2 separate regions of the Mus musculus genome follow, and region 1 is linked to region 2. A link is a contact called in public HiChIP or PLAC-seq data. All regions are on one chromosome and are shown on one strand. The core of a region is the stretch at or near the end of the contact, and the rest is flanking DNA. Distances in the headings are between cores, read along the strand shown.

What was found. HiChIP or PLAC-seq counts read pairs in DNA pulled down with a chosen protein or histone mark.
Region 1: an HNF4G HiChIP or PLAC-seq map of pancreatic cancer cells shows a contact between it and region 2. The contact joins two enhancer-like sites. A contact is called at or near these places in 1 of 39 promoter capture datasets (embryonic stem cells), 2 of 115 datasets of contacts at active chromatin or transcription factors (embryonic stem cells and pancreatic cancer cells) and 2 of 9 other capture datasets (adipose tissue and pancreatic islet).

The regions. Positions count from the first base shown.
Region 1 is chr6:122,701,233-122,704,140 of GRCm38.p6, forward strand. No RefSeq gene overlaps it. Among named protein-coding and RNA genes, the nearest start is that of Nanog, 4.9 kb to the right of the region's middle. RefSeq lists an enhancer at 1,292-1,695. Within about 2 kb of position 1,494, at least 162 of the 459 cell types and tissues checked have an H3K27ac peak or open chromatin away from gene starts, as enhancers often do. A contact at or near this core is called in adipose tissue and pancreatic cancer cells, where this site is marked.
Region 2 is chr6:122,570,052-122,573,322 of GRCm38.p6, forward strand. No RefSeq gene overlaps it. Among named protein-coding and RNA genes, the nearest start is that of Aicda, 18 kb to the left of the region's middle. Within about 2 kb of position 1,405, at least 129 of the 459 cell types and tissues checked have an H3K27ac peak or open chromatin away from gene starts, as enhancers often do. A contact at or near this core is called in adipose tissue and pancreatic cancer cells, where this site is marked.

The DNA of each region.
Region 1 (2,908 bases), core at 244-2,743, 130 kb after region 2:
ATCAAAAGATGGCCTCGTCGGCCATCAGAGGAAAGAAAGACCCACTGAACTTGCAAACTTTATATGCCCCAGTACAGGGGAACACCAGGGCCAAAAAGTGGGAGTGGGTAGGTAGGGGAGTGGGGGGGGGTATGGGGGACTTTTGGGATAGCATTGGAAATGTAAATGAGGAAAATACCTAATAAAAAATATTTAAAAACAACAACAACAAAGACAGAATCTTGCTGGAGAGATGGCTCAGTGGTTAAGAGCACTGACAAAATCTCTCCCTACATACCCTGGCTGGTGATTCTCCTTCAAGGGCTAAGATTACAGGTCTGAGCCACCACATCCTGCTTCAAGAAAGATTATAAAATACAGATTCATGGTCCCTACCACTAGTGAGGAGTAGTAGTATAAGCTCACTGCTTCTTTCCTAACACAATAGCTGCCCCTGATACTGATGATGCTGGCAAAAGAACCTAGTATAGGGGGCTGGAGACATGGCTCAGAGGTTAAGAGCACTGACTGCTCTTCTGAAGGTCCTGAGTTCAAATCCCAGCAACCACATGGTGGCTCACAAACATCTGTAATGGGATTTGATACCCTCTTCTGGTGTGTCTGAAGAGAGCTACAGTGTACTTACATAAATTAAATAAGTGAATTTTTGAAAGAAAAGACATAAACAAGCGGTATACTCTAGGTATGCTTTTTCTTGAAAATCTATTTATTATACTGCCTGGCTGTGTGTGGGTGCACACAGAGAACAACTTGTGGGAATACATTTTCTTTTTCCCTAAGTGAGATGGGGGAGAGAGGGAGGGATCTGGCCTCAGGAAGAATGAAGCTCCAACTGCTTTGTGGGCCTGAGCTCTCAGTGGAGACTTGATCTTGTCTCCTGCGTGCTGGGATTTCAGACTCGATACTATGTTCTGTGTAGTGCTGGAGACTGAACGCATGTCCTTTATTCATGCAAAGCGAGTACTGTGCCAACTGAACTACACGCTCAGGTTCATGTTATGCTTTTCTGAGTTTTTAAAAACAGAGGCGTAGTCAGGTAAAGCAGCACAAAGCCTTTAATCCCAGTCTTCCAGAGTCAGAGGCAGACGGGTCTCCAGTAGTTCGAGGCCAGCCTGGTCTACAGCGTGAGTTCCAGGACAGCCAGGGCATAGAGAAACCTTGTCTCAAAAACAAAAACAAAAACCCAGAAGTGTTGGAGTCTGTAATTCTCTCCAATTGTTAACCTGCTGGAATTTCCTTCCCAGGTTTGTCCCGCGGCTCTCCCGGAGGACTCCAAGGCTAGCGATTCACACCCCTCCCCCACCTGTCCCTAGTCCCCGCTCCTTTTCAGCACTAACCATACAAGTTCATCTTTTACTCTTGTTTTGACTGCTAACCACCCAGAGGACCCACTTAACATTCCTTTCCCCACCCACACAGCTAGTTCCAACCAGGTCTAAGGCATCTAGACGCCCTCCTCCCTATTCAAACCGCTTCCCTGGATAAGGAATGTAGCAAGCCTGCCTTTTGGCTACCAGCCACCTCTTCGCTCGGATCTTTCACCAGAGACTCTCAAAGACACTAAAGAGGCAGGACAGGAATGGGGGTTGGGGAGGGATCCATCGCCGTCTCCTAAGCAGACTCCTTTGACCCGGAGCTGTGCGCCCTGTACCAAACCTTTGTAGAACTTGGGGTAAACTTAAGGCTATGGTGGCCTTGACTCCGTGGACCCAGAGGCAAGTTTCCTCCTTTAGAGGACTCGCATGCATTTTGTTTCTAATTTGAAATGAGAACCGGCTTAGAGCTTGAACCAGCCAGTTCTCTGGACTCCTCCCAGCTCTTACAATTCCTCTCCCGGACGGTTCCTAGAAGACAAAGGCAAGCTTACCAAAATTACGTCGCCCTTGGGACACACCTAGGGTTCCCTGGTGGCATCTTTTTTTTTTCATTATAAACAGGAGTAAATTTTTGTAAGGGCAGAGCTGGTAGCTGAGGGAGAGGAACCCTTTGGCCTAGTGAAGGTAGTTTGCTGGGCTTTGTATCCCCGCCCCCACCTCCCCCGAGAGAGAGAGAGAGAGAGAGAGAGAGAGAGAGAGAGAGAGAGAGAGAGAGAGAGAGAGAGAGAGAGAGAGAGACTACGTGGTTATTTCAAAAACTTGAGTGTGGCAAAAGTATGTAACTGGGATTAGTAAGCATTTCTTTCCTTAGTGAGATTGGAGTAGAGGGTGGGAAAGGACCTTAGAATCCTCGAATGTTGGGCTTAGGAATGGGGAGACAAGAGCCATCACAGAATGCCTATTGTCCTTCAATATGTTAGCGATGGGCCCCGTGCTTTAGATTTTAGGCTTGTATTTTCTTTGTGTGTGTGTGTGTTTGTTTTGTTTCTGTTTCTTTAGGCAGTCTGGAGATCAGGCTGGCTTTCAACTCCCTGTGATGCCCCTACCTCTCCTGAGGTGTGAGTGGCAGAATGCTCAGCGGGTAAAACACACTTGTATAAGTGCAAGAGAACCAAGTTCCAAACATTGTCCTCTGACTTCCTCAGGCATGCCTTAGCTCTAACAAATAAAATTGAAGAAAAGGATTCCAAACCACGGTGAAGGTGCCACATCTTTGATCCCCTTAAGGCAGACAGAAGTAGAGGGATCCCTGGGAGTTCAAAGCCAGGTTGGTCTGCATACTGAGTTGGCTAGCCAGGAATACACACTGAGACTCTGTCTTTAAAAAAAAAAAAGTGTGAAGACTGCTTTCTCTGTCCCAGCACTTGGGAGAGAGGGAAAGAAACACAGCAGCCAGCCTTGTCTACACAGTGAGTTCCAGGCTAACCAGATCTGACATAGTGAGGTCCTGACTCAAAATTAAAAATTGGCTACAGATAATACTGTAGCCCTTGGTTAGTCCGAGTACTTAACTCAACATACCATTCTTCGTT
Region 2 (3,271 bases), core at 155-2,654:
ATTCACTGGGGTGGGGGTGGGGGGGGGTGATTCTGCTATAAATTTATTCCAGGAGCTGAGGAGCTCAGAGGTAGAGTGCTCACCCTGGAGGGGGGGCGGGGGGAGATGGGCTGCATTCAGTCCCCAACACAGGAGAGAAAGGGGGTGGGGGACAGGGTGGATATGGTAGACTGTGCTTGTATTGGGAGCCCAGGCAGAAAGATTCTGAGAGTGAGGCCAGATTGGGCTGTATAGTAAGACCTCGTCTCAGACGAAATAGAAAGGAAGGGAAGGACAACAAAGAATAACAAAAATAAAGGCAGCTCTTCCTGAAGACGCAGTGTTTGTAATTCTGAGATTTTTCCTCTCTGTCTCTCTCTCTTCCTTTTATTCTTTCTCGTTCTTTCCTTCTTCCTTTTGTTCTTTTTCTTCCTTCCTTTCTCTCTCTCTCTCTTTCTCTTCCTTCCTTCTTTCCTTCTTTCCTTTATTCTGCCTCCCAAATTCTGGGTTTATAGCCTATGGTATCACGCCGGGTTTATATGTTTTAAAAATAGAACATAGGGCTTCCTGAAAGCTAGGCAAATGCTCTACTGACTGAGCTCCATCTCCAGCCCTGGAAACTTATGGACCTCAATTTGAGACACCGTCTCAGTCCATTTTGTCAGACTCTGGTTCTCAGGATGATCAGGGTGACCACTGAGCCTAGGCAACACCTTTAGTACTGAAGACCAGATTAGCACCCTTCTAACTATAGAGTGAACACACTGTACCTTCTGTGGGCGGGTCAGCTCTATCCACCAAGTCCACACACCAGTGCACACATCTGGGTATTGGCTTGTCCTGACATCTGGGGTTAAGAAGATAGTTATTCAGGAAGTGACTCACGTTTATTGGTTCCTCTGTCACCAACCCCAGCTGTATTTGTTTGTTCTTTAGTAATTGAACAAGGACTTGGGGTCACCTAAGCTCACAGCCATGTCACTTCATACTTTAAAGTGAGTATATGTGTTTCGGGATGGAGGAGAAGGCTCTTGGAAATGTTCAAAGCATTAGTCACTAGGTCAGCTAAATATAAAAGAAGTTGTCAGAAATGCCCTTTTGTTTGCAAAAGGCTGCTTCCTCTTTCCTGGGGCAGAGGGACATAGTCAGCAGCTGGGTGGCCTTGGTCGAGTCGTTTGAACTTTTTCTCTTTTCCAAAGTTAAGCCAATAACAAGTGGAGACTTCTAGGGAAAAATAAATGAATTCAATGTGTGAGACACTCAGCACTTGGTTCACGATGAATGCCATATAGGTATTTTTCTCTCCCATTCAATTCAGTACACACAGTCAAGAATGCATAAGCCCAATTGCATTGTGTTTGAGTCTGCCTGTTCACACTGAGTTCCTTGTAGGTGACCAAGCACTGTGGGTACATTTAGAGGGGAAAAATATTACTCAATCTGTAACCTCATTGCTTAAGTTGTGTTTCACAATGTCCCTATGACACTGGAACTTTATCATCCTCGTTTTATTGAGGAAACAGAAAACAGATGACCAGGTCCCTCAGCAAAAAGCAGAGTTAGAGTTTGACCGGGTTGTGGCTTCTTCTGTTAGCTACCAGAATGTGTTTAAACACTCTATTATATTATATAGTGCTTAAATATTATAGATCGAGCTGTATCCAGCCAGCTCAAGAGCATTGCCAGACTGGTTATCTAATCAGTTGGCACTTTGCTGTCGTCTTAATTTAGTTAGTGCTGGTATGCTATCAACTGTTGAATGCATTATGATGGTCACGCCTGAGGACAGGCTGTAGTTGAAGCTGTTGCCATGGATAACATTTCCTAAAAATGTATTTATATAGTACAAGAAAACTATGGGCAAGCAAAGTGACTCAGGAGACAAAGGAGCCTGCTGCCAAGCCTGAGAACTTGAGTTTGAAGCCAACCAGATTCACTTGGTAGGAGAGAAACCATTCCTACAAGCTCTACATGTATGCTAAGGCACACACACAATCATGCATACAATGAACACATAAAATAAAATGTAATTTCAGAAAAAGCTTCCTCCTCGGGACAACGGCAAATGGTGGATGGGCTGAGGCAGGAGAGTCCAGAGGACCTGCGTACCTCATTCAGTCCCTCAGCTTCTCATCCTCTGTTCAGCCAGCTGTTCTCTGGCTCGACTCCCTCTCTTGTTGTCTCACTATCTCCTCTATTCTCTCCCACTGTTCTTGATATTTTTCCTCACGGTACTCCCTGCTATCCCTATATGTCTGGTGCTGAGAACCTGGGAGGGGCATGGGGACTCCCCCACCCTATCCCCCCACTTCCAAGGGGCCTGGCCTCTTTTAACAGAACAAAGCTGCTGATCTGGCTCTCCTGCTGTATAGATTGTGTGTTGCTTCTGGCTTCTGCCACCACCATATTTAACTTCAAATTCTAGGGTCTGCCTCTTCCACCACTTCCCCTCCACCGGCTCTAGACTCATGTCTCTCCTTACCTACTTGGCAAATGACTCTCCTAGAGCTCCATGAGCATGATACAAACTCATGCTGGTGCATCAGGCAGCCTTCCTACACCTCTTGGGTGCCCTTCCATGCCTCTCCACTGATTCTGGGTATCTCTCTGGCAAGTTTCAGTCCCCTTGGGGATGCCCCCAGGCTCAAATTCTGACCCATGCTGCCTGCCCTTTACCGAGTCGCCCTCTGTGTTTCTCCAACACTATCTTGGAGTCCTCCTTCTGGTGGAATTACTTCTGGCAACCCTCTAAGTCTCTCCCAAACCTTTCCTGGGCTCCTGGAAGGCTTTCTGCCAGCTGTGTCTCTCAGCTCCCTCCCGGAGCTCGCTCTGTCTCTAACTATGGCTAAACACTTTTTCTCCTCAGTTCCCTCTAGGAGAGGAGCTGCCTGTCTCTCTTTCCTTCAGTGTCTTGCTGGAGCCTGCTGTCCGTCTGTCTCCACTCTACAGAAACTTCGCAGGAGAACACAAGCAGCTTTCTCTACACCCTCTGGGCCTCTGAGACCCTTTCCCTAAGCCTCTCTCTCCACCTCCTCACTCAGCTTCTCTCTCAGTTCCTCCCCGGAACTTGCTCTGTCTCTAACCATTGGTTCATCCCATACAGAATTAGACTTGTTGGAGGCCTCCTCTGCCTTCTCTAATCTCTTTCCTCCTTGTACTTAGAGATTTAATTAAAGCCTTCGCGCCTTACTACAAATGGCTTGGCCTCAATATAAACTAGATAATCAGACTCAAAGGGAAAAAAAATAAAAACATACAATTTCCAAATTTTCACGGAATAAGCCAATGATCC